2 separate regions of the Hordeum vulgare genome follow, and region 2 is linked to region 1. Evidence: chromatin contacts called from public Hi-C data. All regions are on one chromosome and are shown on one strand. Each heading gives the region's core, a stretch centred on a gene start, on an enhancer-like site or on the middle of the called end of the contact. The rest is flanking DNA. Distances are from core to core; before and after follow the strand shown. Region 1 has its middle 200 kb from the start of LOC123447779. Region 2 has its middle 120 kb from the start of LOC123447779.

What was found. Hi-C and Micro-C count contacts between places; a contact is called where the count stands out from the background.
Region 2: a contact with region 1 is called in a Hi-C map of seedling, with 1.8 times the contacts expected there. The contact joins two enhancer-like sites. A contact is called at or near these places in 2 of 6 Hi-C or Micro-C datasets (leaf and seedling).

Annotation. Positions count from the first base shown.
Region 1 is chr4H:39,886,657-39,894,576 of MorexV3_pseudomolecules_assembly, reverse strand. No RefSeq gene overlaps it. Among protein-coding and RNA genes, the nearest start is that of LOC123447779, 200 kb to the left of the region's middle. Within about 2 kb of position 3,121, at least 3 of the 3 cell types and tissues checked have open chromatin away from gene starts, as enhancers often do. A contact at or near this core is called in leaf and seedling, where this site is marked.
Region 2 is chr4H:39,960,641-39,968,560 of MorexV3_pseudomolecules_assembly, reverse strand. No RefSeq gene overlaps it. Among protein-coding and RNA genes, the nearest start is that of LOC123447779, 120 kb to the left of the region's middle. Within about 2 kb of position 4,185, at least 3 of the 3 cell types and tissues checked have open chromatin away from gene starts, as enhancers often do. A contact at or near this core is called in leaf and seedling, where this site is marked.

The sequences.
Region 1 (7,920 bases), core at 1,872-4,371:
GCTAGGGTTTGCCGGCGATGGGGGAGCGAGTGTGGCTAGATGGGGACGGGGCTGGCTGGAAGCAGATGAGGTCGGCCCCGCCGCACGGTCGGCTTAAAAAAGGACGACCGCCGTCGCTGACGCGTGGGCCCGAGGTCATAAATTAAGCTGACCATGTAGGTCGCGGGTAGTTGGACGACCGCTAGGTTGGGACGCGGCAGACAACGAGAAGGCGCGCGTGGCGTCCGTTCCGAGTCCGCGTCGGCGCATTTGGTGCGCAAATTTGGGCCGCAAATGCGTCGACGCGGACGCAAAGCGGACTTGATTTGGGTTTGGGTCGACGTGTTGGGCCTCCTCTTTTGTCTGCGCCGATCCAAACGGACGGCGAGTGACGAAATGGGTCGCCCCATTAAAGTTGCTCTAAGATTAAAGATAAGTATAGTCATTTCTCCCCCTTGCCCCTCCAGCCATACTTAGCTAGCTCTGTCATTGCGCGCCTGGTCAGTCCTAAGACGTGATTCTATCCCGGATCACTTTTTCTTCTCTTTATTTATTATTATTTTCTTCTTTCTTTCTCTTCGTCAATCACGTGCAAGTGATGGAACATATGACGAACAAAAAGAAAAGTTTGGCCACACGGACGAACAAATAGAAGACACGTTCAGTCATTGATCAGACGTGTCCGTGATGTTAGAGGGTTCGAATTTATAAGTCATGGTTGAAGATGTTATTAGCTGCCTGATTTCCTTACGTCATGACCATATGAACAGGGAGACACGTAAACTCCTCACGGCCATGGGTTCACACCGCGGTACGGCGGCGACGTGCTTCTGCGCCCGTGCATGCATGTATGGCAAGCGGCGGCAGCTAATAGCTCCAAGCAGGCGTTGGCACACCGCACACGCATTGCGGTCATCGTACGTCGCGCCTCACCTGCGCGCTGCTGCATGCACAGGCCTCACGGGTCTCACAACACAGTGCGCGCTCGTGAACGTACTACGTACGCATGTGCGCGGTGCACGGGGCCGCCTCATCCTCGAGGAGTTTTGGGGGTTGCGTACATACGTTGCGCAAGACGTACTGGCCGATGATCCATCCAATCCAAACCTGATTATTATTATATTATATTATTTTAGAAAAGGAAGATCGTTCATCTGGACGATGCATGCAGTCATTTTATTAATTATTTACAAAAGACCTTATAAAGAAATATAACAATAAGTCTAAACCCACCGTCTAAGCGACAACTGTCGCTACTCCTATCCATCTGATGAAGGGACGCTGATAGTCCGGGCCTAATACCACACACCTCGCAAACAAGCCTAATATCTAAGACCTGAGGCCCCAACCAAGTCACTTGTCGGGTATGGGGCACCCACCGGTCCGGCATGCTCTCATATGCCGCCACCAACTGCCACTACTCCATCTTCAGAGTTGTACTGACGCATCATCCTTGCCTGATCTATCTGCCGTCAATGCCACCACGACGCTCAATGGCACCACCACCCTGCGCGCGAACTGCTGAGCACGTCGCGGTCGCCGCCGGTACACCTCAGCTCCATGCCGCCAAGTACCACCAGCCGACACAGCTTGAAGTCTCTAGAAGATCTGTCATGCGTAGCACCTGCCGACCAGGCATGACAAAGCGTAGCACCTGTCGGCCAGGCATGACTTGACAACTTCACCGAAGCTCCATGCAAGACGAAGCCGCTCCACCTTCTCCCTCTCACCACCAGCACTGCTCCACAAACGATGCTCACAAGAAAGAAACGCCACCGCAGTATCGTCATCGTCCGATCTGGAAGACCAGATCCTAGGGTTTCCCCAGAGCAGTACGAGTGGGTCGACATAAGTCACACAATGATGCCTTCATCAAGGTAACGACGTAGAACGCCGCTATCGCTCGCCGTCGGCTCGGTTTTCACCGACAACTATGTCTCCCCGACTCGCAGCCAGTACTGGATCACGGATTCGGAGATCTGAACACCCAGCCTCCAGCCGACCACCTCTCACGAAAGAGATGGCCACCACCGCCGGTCGCATCGGTCAGAACAAATCTGACCTGATGTGCTGCCGAGGAAACCACCACGCCCTCCACACCACCGCTTGTCGATCTGAAGAAAGTATCCAAACCTGATTATGGGGAAGGATGCATTGCATGGACTAAAATGTCATGCGCGCACATCGCTCTCGAATCATCATTTTCCTCATATTCGACCTGCACGCCCATGTTCGTTTCTTGGAGTTGCCTGCCAAGTTGGATATTGTGCGCGTCCATGGTCCATATCCAGCTAGCCGTCGTGCGGCCAGTCAACCGCATGTCTGTGTCTGAAAGTGCCATCTGTACGTACACATGGGCCGAGCAATTTAGAAATGATAATCCGTTTTTAAACGAACCCGTAAAATATGTACGAGTAACTATGACACATCAAAGTTATCGCCGATGAGCTTTTGTTAAGCAGCTGTCTATGCATTTTTCAGTTATAAATGATCATCAATTCCTCTAACCCGTAAAAGATTTTCGCTAGATTCTGTAGAATCACACCAGAATCCAGCGAAAATCTTTTAAAAATCCTACATATCAAATGAGCTCTAAACCGAAACCGAAACCCCTGTATACTCTCTTCACTTCTTTTTACTCTATACAGAAGATTTGTTTCACGTTGAAATATGCAAAGTTTAATCAAGTTTACCTAAAAAAAATGTCAACATCTACAATACTAAAACTATATGATACCAAATTGTATTCATGATGCATCAAATAATATTGATTTCATATTATGGATGTTGATATTTTTTTCTAGGAAGTCAGTCAAATTTACAAAGTTTGACTTAAACCAAAATTTATATGCTGACTAAAAAAATAAAAGGTAATAAACTGTCACTTCAAGCTTTAATGCCGTAATTCATGAGCAAACAAGTGGCCAAAACGCAAATTACGCCGACATGGATACCTATCAAGCAAGCCATGATTATTGGTGCTGTGACCATCGCCCACAATGATAGACAAGGCAAATTGGGATCGACAGCTGCCGAAGAAAGAGACGGTGGAGGGCAGAGAATCGGCCAGCGGTGTGCTGCACTGCACCGATCAGCGATCATCCTGGCATTGGGTTGTGCCTATGCACGTAACTGGCCTAGCCAGCACCATTACGTAGCGGCTCGATCACCTGGTAGCGAGAGGCGATGGGAAGACACTGTGACTGGGCCGTAGGCACGCGTTTACTGGCGGGTACCATGTCGAGGTCGCGGCCAACGCCTTTGGCGGGTGCAGCAGTGTACGGTGTTCGTTTGTCCGTTGGTCGTTATGCTGTTATAATTAGCCCATCGTAGCTGATGTCGCGTCCTTAATTTGCCGCATCCTCTGCTACTGCGAAAGTGCGAATGCCAGCATCAAGCAGTGAGAAGCACGATTCTTCTCTTTCTTGCGTTAGCATTTTACCTTTTTCCTGGTGAGCAACCTTTTCTGCTTAGAGCATCTGTAGAAGATCCCGCATTTTTGCGACCGGTAAGAGTTGTTTAGAGTTTGACGACGCGAGGTTTTATGGAGCGAAATCTTATGTTGCGGAATAGATCATGTATATGAAATTGTATAATTTTAAAAAAGCTTTCGCAAAAGAAATTACAACCACAATGATCATTCATAGTTCATCACATACTATACGATCATAAATACTATGTTCTATTCTGCACAACCACTAGAGGGGGTAGAGCTAAGCTAACCCTACCGGAGCTCACCGAAGCTAATAACTACCCTATCGCACTACACAAAATTAAGGTCACTCGAGCTCATGCGGTAGTAGATGCGGCAACGCTCAGTCATCGCCGTCGGAGGAGGACAGCTCGACGTAGATGTGTTCCTGCACAGTGGCTTCGCGGCGCCACTCCTCCACCTTGTCACCGAAGGCGAGGGCCGACGTGGCACCCTGCTCGTAGAGCACGGTGTCGATCTCCTCGTCCCTCTGGCGGCGCTGTCGGTCCTCTTCCGCCTCCCGCGCACTACAAGCTAGCAGCGCGGGCAAAAGGGTGTCCGCCTCCACCGGGGGGAGGAAGTCCTCTGGTCCGACGACGACCCCTCCACATCGCTCCGGCCCCGCCTCGACCTCGGGCTCCATCTTCACCGAAGGGAGCCTCTCTATCTCCCTATTCACCGGGGGAAGCGAGGAGCGTGAGCGCGAGCTCGACGCCTCGAAGGAGCTCCCGGAGAAGAGGCGGCCGCACGCGCGGTCGTACTCCTCTGTCTCGCGATGGCGCCGACGACAGGCCCGAGCGCGTGTACCGCAGGGCGGCGCGCTTCCGCGCCGCGTCGGTTCTGACGCGACACGCCCTCTCGGGGTCATCGTTGCCACGTCCATCGGAGTTTGTCATCTTGGGCGGTGGATTGAAGCGGCTAGGCGACGGATTGTAGGCGCGCGTGGCGGATCTGAGGCGTCGACGATGAGGTGTGGGGATTTTTCGCGATGGTGGAGGGATAGGGTTCGGGCCCGTATCCAATAGCCGAACCCGCATATACAGTGGTTAAGGGGTTTCATTTGCGGGCCACTGCAAAAAAAATACGAGCCGGACCTCGTTTACGATGTTTGATGTTTGTTCTAGCAGTTAAAACGGTCCAAATTCGCATAATCACTGGAATTTTACAATTACGGGTCTGGTAGAGATGTTCTTAAGATTATTTTTTAGGACTGCTTAAGATACTTGAGGTGTTTTCTCTTTTTTGCCAGAAAAAAGATACTTGAGGTGTTAATAATTCCATAGGATATTTGCTCTGATCTACGCCATGCGATGAACAACTCGTTTTCCATTCGTTATATATATCATCTGGTTCAGTTTCTAAAAACTCTTTCCGCCTCAAAATAAAAATCGTTGATCGCATTCAAGCTTGCAGTTTTCTCGTTGTGCAGGAAGAAATTCTTGTCAGCACATCGTGTCCACATCATCCATGCGTGTGGACGCCGTCCAAGGCCATTTAGACGATGTGTGTTTTTGCAGGTTCCTTTCTGGATGCATGTTTTGCACTCTCGTCATTGGCGTCATTCGAAACAAGAAAATACATCCGTTTCCACGTGCTGCCAGAGATACTCTAATATCGTGAAAATGCTAAATGGAGCTCGAGCTCTACGGATGCGTTTGAAAAACAAAAATCAGAATTCACACATTTGTGTTTCAAATATTTAAAACTACATATATACTCATGGAATACATATCTACACCGGGACCTCTCAAACCCTCCTCAAACGCCTAGTCAGGCCGCCCGGTCACAAATAATCGATCCAGACGGGTCTTTCAGACCGACCTCAAACGCCCGGCCTGACCGGCACTTCCATTTCTAGTTCAAATATAGGGCGGATATGGGGGAGCCCGTGCGTGCCCGGGCACGCCCACCACGTCGGACCCGACAGCCTGACCCTACCTCAAATTGCACCAATTCCCTCAAATCATTTCTCCTCCTCCCGCCACCCGCCAACATTTCCGCGCCCGACCCCTCGCCATCCGGCACGCTCTCCATCTCACCACCTGTCCCGATCCACCGTCGTGGTGTCTTCCACCCCGTCCCCGACACCATGATGGAGACACATTCTGCCTCGTCCGTCGGGGGCCATTCCTCCGCTTCGCCTTCCAAGCCGAAGAACATTGCCCGTAATCTGCACCATTGCCGACAGCAACAGAGGGAGTTGGCCGCACCACTACATGTAGGCTTCATTGACGAGACGTCTCCCCTGGCGCGCCGAGCTCCCGTCACCCCATTCATGCAAGCACCAGCGTGGATTATGTTGTACGACATCGTCAAGATCGAGGAGGAGGAGGATGAGACGGCCGCCTGGACCCTTTCGGAGAGCTTTTCGGCCACGCAGCAATCGTCGGTCCAAGACTGTTAGTCCCCTAGCTCGTTCAGGAGCGGGTGAGCATGGGCAACCCCACCTCCCGGGCTGCATTCGACATGTTCGATGAAATGCCTCAACAAGACCAGGTACATTTGCTCATGTCCAATCTAATGATTAATGTTTCGTATAGTTCACTAGTTCGCAAAAGATGATTGCTTGCAAACCATGACCGTGTAGGAGACATACTTGGTAAGTATGATCAATAAGAATGATGATCCGGCCCATGTTCTCACACGTATTTTGTATGCTAGATGACGGTGGCGGACACTTTGTATCACGAGACCGAAGAGAGGCCATTTGCTTTTAGCCATTGTTGGCTCTTATTGGATGGCAAGCCAAAGTGGCGACAAGTTGTGACCGACCTCAAGGCCGGAAAGAAGAGGAATGATGGCTCAAGCTCCCACCAATCCATTGGGTTGGACGATGATGACGACGATGTTGTTGTCACCAATGAAAAAGCTGCCATGCCAAAGGATAACCGGTTACTCATGAGAATTAAGTGAGAGAAGGCAACGATCTCCCGTGACGCCGAGGGTACAAAAATGTCGTCCACATGGACGTGCATTTTTTCGGCAAGAGAGAGCAAGAAAGAGGAGAGGTACAAGCTTATGTTGGATGGTCAAAGGGAGAGGATGGAGTGGGATCGGACGAGGGCAGAGAGGCGGCTTGAAATTGAAAGGGAAAAGATCGAGTTGGAGAAGTAAGAGGCGGCGTTCAAATGGGAACTCTAGAAGGCCAAGACATTTGGAGACATTGAGCTAGGGAAGGAGAGGTTGCAACTCTCACACGACGCGAAGGATGAAAAAATCATGCTCGCAGATGAATCCACTTTGGATGAACATGTCAAAAATGGCTTGTGGATAGGAAGAAAGAGATCAACGCCGTAGAGCGTTGGAGGCGGCCATGGCGGCTACGGCTGCGGCACCGAAGCATGCGGTGGAGGTAGCGTGGATGCACGTGACGATCATTGTCAGGATGCAGGCGGAGGAGAAAGCCCGGGTGCAGGCACAGATGGATGCCCACACGGAGCACGACGCATGGTCGAACACGTCCGTCCAGTTTTCCGATAGCATATTTCATTTTGGCATGTCCTTTTGATTGAACTATGCTATCGTTTGCTTCTGTTTAAAACTGTTGAATTCGAACAATTTGTATGCATGATTGACATGCATGACTATATATGGATTTGAGAGTTCGGATATGAGGTGTGTGAATGCACGAAGTAAAATATGAGGAAGCATCCAGATGCGTCCGCGGACTTGACTTGGCGCGTCCACGGACGTATAGTGGATCGGATTTGTTCAATCCGGTTGTAGATGCTCTAAGCCTTCGTCTTAATTAGCCCATTGTAGCTGCTGTCGTGTCCTTAATTTGCCACATCCTCCTGTGCTACTGCGAATGCCAGCACCAAGCAGTGAGAAGCACAATTTTTTGCTTTCTTGCGTTATCATGGTTTCTTTTTTGCGGGTGAGCATGCTTTTCTGTTTAAGATATCATTTTTAGGAGCAGGCTTAGGCAAATACAATATTGTTACCTTAAAGGGAAACGTTTTCCGCCAGCGCTGGCCGAAACGTTCGGCCGGTCGCGTGGCAGGCGTTCGATCTCCTAGATCTCGCGTGGCATCGCGTCTTCCTCCCTTCCTCTCCCCCTTCCTCCCTCTCCTTCCTCCTCCTCCTCCTTCTTCTTCTTCTTCCCTCCTCTCCCCCTTCCCCCCTGCAACCTCAGGCGCTGTCGGCGAGCGTTGTGGCTTCTTCACCGGCAGCCGCTGCGCCTAACGGCGGTGACCAAAGTGTTGGAAATATGCCCTAGAGGCAATAATAAAATGGTTATTATCATATTTCCTTGTTCATGATAATCGTCTATTGTTCATGCTATAATTGTATTAACAGGAAATAGTAATACATGTGTGAATAAATAGATCACAATGTGTCCCTAGCAAGCCTCTAGTTGGCTAGCTCGTTAGTCAATAGATGATCATGGTTTCCTGATCATGGGCATTAGATGTCATTGATAACGGTATCACATCATTGGAAGAATGATGTGATGGACAAGACCCAAT
Region 2 (7,920 bases), core at 2,936-5,435, 73 kb before region 1:
TGTACTAATCCATTTTGAACTTCTTAAAAACTTTGTCAAGGTATGTGATATGTGAAAGTCCTATTAAGTGTCTCGATCTATCTCTATAGATTTTGATGCCTAATATGAAAGCAGCTTCTCCTAGGTCCTTCATTGAAAAACTCTTGTTCAAATATTCTTCTATGCTTCCCAAAAACTCTATATTATTTTTAATCACCAATGTGGCATCCATATATAATATTAGAAATGATATAGAGCTCCCACTCACTTTCTTGTAAATACAACCTTCTCCATAAACTTGTATAAACCCAAACGCCTTGATCACCTCACCAAACCGCCGATTCCAACTCCGAGATGCTTGCACGAGTCCATAAATGGATCGCTGGAGCTTGCACACCTTGTCAACATTCTCTGGATCGACAAAAACTTTAGGTTGCATCATGTACAACTCTCCCTTAAGTAAACCATTAAGGAACGCTGATTTGACATCCAGGTGCCAATTCATAATCGAAAAATGCAGTTATTGCTAACATGATTCTGACGGACTTTGGCATTGGTACGGGTGAGAAAGTCTCATCGTAGTCAACTCGTTGAACTTGTGATTTTTTTGCCACAAGTCAAGCTTTATAGACGACGACATTACTGTTCGCGTCCGTCTTCTTCTTAAAGATCCATTTATTCAGAATGGCCTTTCTCCCTTCAGGTAATACTTTGAAAGTCTATACTTTGTTTTCATACATGGATCCTATCTCTCATTTCATGGCCTCTAACCATTTGTTGGAATCTGGGCCCACCATCGCTTCTCCATAGCTCGTAGGTTCATTGTCGTCCAACAACATGATTTTTAATACATGATTACCGTACCACTCAAGAGTAGTGCGTGCCCTTGTCGACCTACGAGGTTCGATAGCAGCTTGATCCGAAGCTCCATGATCATCATCATTAGCTTCCTCTTCAATTGATGTATGATCTACACAAACATATTTCCGCATTGCGCTATTCTCTGGTTGAAGTGAAGGTTTATCAACCTCATCAAGTACTATCTTCCTCCCACACAATTCTTTTGAGATAAACTCTTTCTCAAGAAATGTTCCGTTCTTAGCGACAAACACTTTGCCTTTGGATCTGAGATAGAAGGTATACCAACTATCTCTTTTGGGTATCCTATGAAGACCCATTTCTCCGCTTTGGGTTCGAGCTTTTCTGGTTGAAGCTTTTTGACATAAGCATCACATCCCTAAACTTTAAGAGACGACAACTTTGGTTTCTGGCCAAATCATAGTTCATATGGCATCGTCTCAACGGATTTAGATGGTGGTCTATTTAAAGAGAATGCAGTTGTCTCCGACGCATAACCGCAAATGATAACGGCAAATCGGCAAGAGACATCATATAACGCACTATATCTAATAAGGTACGATTACGATGTTCGGACACACCATTACGTTGTTGAAAGGATCGATATGGTGACTAGAGGGGGTGAATAGACAACTAACAAATTTTAATATTTTATTTTAATAAATTAAGAATAGCAACAAATAGCTTCTCTAGATATGCAACTAAGTGAGCAACATATATGATGCTAACAACAACAATAGTAAGCAAGAAGTAAATACAAGTAAAGGTAAGAAATAACCACAAGTGGAACCGATGAAGACGAGGATGTGTTTCTGAAGTTCCTTCCCTTTGAGGGGGAGTACGTCTCCGTTGGAGCGGTGTGGAGGTACAATGCTCCCCAAGATGATACTAAGCCACCGTATGGTCCACACGCCCTCACACAATGCGACGTGTCGTGATTCCACTGAGTGGTGCCCTTAAAGCCGGCAATCGGACCTGTACAAACAAGGTTGGGGCTCTCTGCACAACTTAATTGGAGGCTCCCAACGAAACCACGAAGCTTCATCATAATGGAATATGGTTTCGAGATGACCTCTTCCGTCTATGGTGCTCAAACACCTAAGTGTAACAAAATCCTTACAAGAAACTTTGGACCAATATGGCTTCAATGAATGACTGGTCTACCGGCCTCATCTCAAAAAGACCCAATTGTAGAAGGATGTCCGCCTCCATGGTGATGCTTATCTCTTGAGAAGTTTGGAAGGAGTGGAGAGTTCATGGGCCAGTGCGAGAGTAATTGTAATTTATCTCCAATGTGTGCTGATCTTATTTGTGCTAGCTAAAGTGACATTTAACTCTGAATACGCAAACAAGCTAACGCTAAATCGATAATATGAAATGAAAGTGACATTTAATTATGAATACGCACACAAGATAATGCAAAATAGATATGAAGAAACAAAAACAAAGAAAAAAATGAATTTTACACCCATAGTTATTTGGAGACAAGTGGACTATTATTTCATAGTATAACATGAGTGTCTATTTACCACTCAACCAAGCAACACATCCATACTGTCACTACTTTGTATTGTTTTTTGACCGTTGTTCCGCGGTATTTTTTTTATCTATATCTATATTAGTATAAAATAACCCAAAGGAACAAATCCAATTAATTCCGGCCTTCAACTCATGTCGGTCCAACGACCTAGATTGCTATGGTGAGCGCTCAACATAAATTTTCTTCCTAATTTCAATGTGCATTCCACGTATGCATGTACTAGTTTATAAAAAATAAAACTATATTCAAAGTAATAAGAGAGAACGAAAAAAAAACATTCAACAATTTATCTCTAACACGAAGGGAAAAAAAGTTGAAATCATACCAAGGAATTCATCCAATGATCAAGTTCTACCTAACTCTTGAAGTTAGTTCTATGGTCGACCGAAATAAGATCTTGCTTAAGCTTGAAGCACACACAATTCTCTTTAGGGATACCATTCTTCAATGAATTCATTCTTTTGCATCCAGATATTCCAGCAACCCTAATATTATGGAGCGGATGGAATATATGATACTAGTGTATGATACTACATCTATAATGCATAATATTATAACTTTGGAGTTGTTCGATGATCCTCCAGCTCCATAGAATCTAAGGATCTGCGAAGCATCCTTTTCCCCGTTTCATGATTTTTAGTTGCTGCTCCACCAACTCCGGAAGTGGGGTTGCGGAGCCGGAGGGCCTCCGAACAGGTCCCTAGTATCATAGGTACATTATTTGTTGTTATGCATGACACATAATAATAAGTCATTTAATGTCATACAGTATCATATTGTGATACTCAATCCTCTTTTTCTTCATTTAATCGTGTGACACGTTAATAAAAATGTCTAGTTGTCATGCATGATACTAGTTATGATACTTTTATTTTGACTAGCCTAACAATTAGAGTGAATTTGAGATTTACCCCCTCTTTTTTATTTTTGATGCAAATTACCTATTCCTTTTATCACACTTAACAAAACTTGTGCCGCATTTTATCTTTTCTTTTAAACTAATTTCAGGACATTCTATCAAGCAAGTTCTACTTTTCAGGGCACACATACGAGATACGCCCTTTTTTTCTCCATGGACGGTTTTTTCACGCCCTTGTTCACCCTCTTAGGGACTGAGCTCTTAGGGACCGAGCTTCAGTGACTTACTGCATCTTTCTTTGAATGTATGACAGATGTGCCCAACAGGTGGCTGGCACACATGTCATACATCCAAAAACAGATGCAGTTACGTAAGTGAAGTTGCCTCCCCCTCCTAGCCGGTCCGGCTTTCTGCCCACCGAAACACATCGCGTGTCTTTCCTGCGGTACATGGTCGAGACACACCGCATCATCTTCCGCACTACTACAAAGCAGAACAAGACCCCCATCTCCTTCCCGCCTTAACGAAATTTGTATCACATTTTATCATTTTCATTTCTCTCAAATAAGATAAGTCATTCCAAAAATGTCAAAAGAGGGGTGAAAACTGAAGTTTACTCTAAAAACAAGTACTTCCTTCGTTGCAAGATAAGTGTCGTCGGTTTTTGGCCAATGTCTTAAACTAAAATGCAGCCAGTTTTTCCGTCGACATACATAACGAGAAGGTCGTTTATTTCGTTGTACACCGATGACTGGGCATAGCGAGAGAAACGGTGGTTCTCTTCGTCCTGTACGAGTGTAGACGGACAGAGCGATGATTGGGACGCCGCACTTGCTAATAGGAGGAGGCCCCAGCGCGAAAAAAGCAACGACATGATTAGCCTAACATGCGGGCGGAATCCATCTGCTGTCACACACGCGGGGCCCCTGGGCTTCGAAGAATCGTGGTCCTGGCGCTTCCAGACTTCCAGTGCATGGCAGCTGTGCCTATGTACGTGGTACAATTGTAGGGTGCTCGTGTTTGGCCAGGGATAAAACCGGATAAGATACACAGACGAGCGAAGAGCGTGATGTCGAAGCGATTCGTTTTGTGGGTGGGAAATGCCCGATATAGGGGCGTCGTCGAATGTCAATTCCATTTGCCGCTGTCATAACTTTATATATAAACATGACAACTTGTAACGGTGGGGCTTTCCTGCCTACAAACGCTCAAGGGGAGACACTTTTGTTTGTTTTGTTCTGCCTCTAAACAATATACTCCAACATAGTTCCAAATGACCTAAAAACAAGTACTCCATCGGTTATAAATATAAAATGTTTTGAGTATTTTAATATGAACCATATATAAACTTAAATGAGTGACTAAACACATTAGAGCATCTACAGCCGCATATCTCTAATTTCACTCTTCAAACGTCCGTAGACGTGCCCCGTCGGTGACCAAGGGTGTTCGTTTTAAGCCTCTATTCGTCCGTCCCTACAATCATGCTTTTGTTTTCTTTCTCGTAAGTTCGGTCACTTACACGTGATTGATGAAGATGAAGAGAATGAAAAAGAATGAATAAAGAAAGAAAAAAGATGATCAAGTGTGGGTTCGTGTTCTATGTGTCAGACTGACTCAACGCGTGTGTGAGTCCTTATATCCTCCCTACATTAGTTCTCAATATGAAGGTTCATGGTTAACTCACACGTATAGTTATGATATGAGGGATTCATTTAGGTCAGTTTTCTATTTCTTCGTTCTCTCGTGTCACTGGCCGGTCGCGTTTGCAAACATTTGAAGAGGATTTGAAGACTCGGCGTGTAGATGCTCTCAAAACGAGTGTGTGCGTACATTCATTTGTCTTAAAGCATCTTATATTTTGCGAACGTCAAAGAGCGTGATGCAGTTAACCGTTATACTTATGTCACAGCATCTACAGCCAGATCCCTTAACCTTCCTCAAACGTCCGGGTAGGTCGCCCGATCATTGTTCGGTCACAAAAGTTCGACCCATACGAGCCTCTGAAACCTGCATCAAACGGTCGGGTTGATCGGCACCCCATTTTCAGGCTAAATATAGGGCGGATATGGAGAGCACGGGCACGCCCGCCTCGTCGGCCTGGCGGCTTGGCCGCATGCGGACTCGCCGGAAACCCGACGGTCTGCCGCTCCGGCTCCCCGCCCGAGGTCGGGGCCGGCTATTTAAGCCGGACGGCTCCCCCGGCCCTAGCTCATCCGCCTCCGTCTTCTCTCCACTGCCACCCAAGGCCCTCCTCCTCCTCTCGCAGTTCCCTCTCTGTCAGGATGGTCCAGAGTCTCATCACCACATATGCGAGCTCACTCCAGAGCGACAACTTCAAATCGAGGCGGTGACCCAGGCTCGTGCGCGTGTTGAAAATATGCCCTAGAGGCAATGATAAATAGTTATTATTATATTTCCTTTTTAAAGATAATCGTTTATTATCCATGCTATAATTGTATTGAATGAAAACATAGATACATGTGTGGATACGTAGACAAAACAATGTCCCTAGTAAGCCTTGATACGTCTCCAACGTATCTATAATTTTTTTATGGTTTCATGTTATTATCTTGTCAAACTTTGGATGTTTTGTATGCCTTTTATATATTTTTTGGGACTAACCTATTAACTCAGTGTCAAGTGCTAGTTCCTGTTTTTTCCATGTTTTTGACCCCTTTCAGAGGAGGATTTTGAACGGAGTCCCAACGGAATGAAACTGCCAAAAAGATTTTTTCTGAAACAGAAAAAGATCGGGAAGCCGGAGAATCAGGGAAGGGGGCCTGCAGGTACCCCACAAGCCCTCATGGCGTGGCCAGGGGGCCCGCGCCACCCTGGCTTGTGGGCTCCTTAGGCCACCTCTGCCCTAGGTTTTGCGCCTATATATTCCCTAAAATCCCAGAAAAAATCAGGAGATCATCGAAAGTACTTTTTCGCCGCCGCAAGCTTCTGTCTCCGCAAGATCCCATCTGGGGCACGTTCTGGTGCCCATACCGTGCGGTGACCTCACCCAGTGGCAGAAGGGGTAGCGAGGCACGTATCGTGTTGATTCCATCAAGGGTAAAAAGATGGGGTTTTCATCATTGGCTTGAGATTATCCCTCTACATCATGTCATCTTGCTTAAGGCGTTACTGTGTTCGTCATGAACTCAATACACTAGATGCATGCTGGATAGCGGTCGATGTGTGGAGTAATAGTAGTAGATGCAGAAAGTATCGGTCTACTTGTCTCGGACGTGATGCCTATATGTATGATCATTGCCTTAGATATCGTCATGACTTTGTGCGGTTCTATCAATTGCTCGACAGTAATTTGTTCACCCACCGTAATACTTGCTATTTTGAGAGAAGCCTCTAGTGAACACTATGGCCCCCGGGTCTACTCCACACCATATTTTCAGCCTTACACTTTTTACTTCGTTGCACTTTCTGCCTTCAGATCTCACTTTGCAATCAATCTTAAAGGGATTGACAACCCCTTTAAAGCGTTGGGTGCAAGCTCTTTTGTGTTTGCGCAGGTACTCTGGACTTGACGAGATTCTCCTACTGGATTGATACCTTGGTTCTCAAACTAAGGGAAATACTTACTGCTCCTGTGCTGCATCACCCTTTCCTCTTCAAGGGAAAAACCAACGCAAGCCCAGTCTCCGTCAACGTGTCAATTTCTGGCGCTGTTGTCTGTTGCCGTAGCAAGCCTGTAGTTGGCTAGCCAGTTGATCAATGATAGTCAAGGTTGTATGGCTATGTGAAAGTGTTATCACTTGATAACTGGATCACATCATTAGGAGAATCATGTGATGGACTAGACCCAAACTATGAACGTAGCATATTGATCGTGTCATTTTATTGCTATTGTTTTCTGCGTGTCAAGTATTTGTTCCTATGACCCTGAGATCATATAACTCACTGGCACCGGAGGAATACCTTTTGTGCATCAAACGTCACAAACGTAACTGGGTGACTATAAAGGTGTTCTACAGGTATCTCCGAAGGTGTCCTTTGAGTTAGTATGGATCAAGATTGGGATTTGTCACTCCGTGTGACGGAGAGGTATCTCGGGGCGCACTCGGTAATACAACATCACACGCAAGCCTTGCAAGCAATGTGACTAAGTGTAAGTCACGAGATCTTGTATTACGGAACGAGTAAAGAGACTTGCCGGTAACGAGATTGAAATAGGTATGCGGATACCGACGATCGAATCTCGGGCAAGTAACATACCGAAGGACAAAGGGAATGACATACGGTATTATATGAATCCTTGACACTAAGGTTCAACCGATAATATCTTCAAAGAATATGTAGGATCCAATATGGGCATCCAGGTCCCGCTATTGGATATTGACCGAGGAGTGCCTCGGGGCATGTCTACACAGTTCTCGAACCCGCAGGGTCTGCACACTTAAGGTTGGATGATGTTTTAGTATAGTTGAGTTATATGTGTGGTTACCGAATGTTCTTCGGAGTCCCGGATGAGATCACGGATGTCACGAGGGTTTCCGGAATGGTCCGGAAACGATTGATATATAGGATGGTTTCATTTGGTTACCGGAAGGTTTTCGGGCATTACCCTCCCCCTCCCTCCTATATATAGTGGTGATTTAGGACTGATTTGAGACAACTTTTGCCACGTGCAACTCAGATCTAGACACCATAGTTCTTCCTCTAGATCGTATTTCTGCGG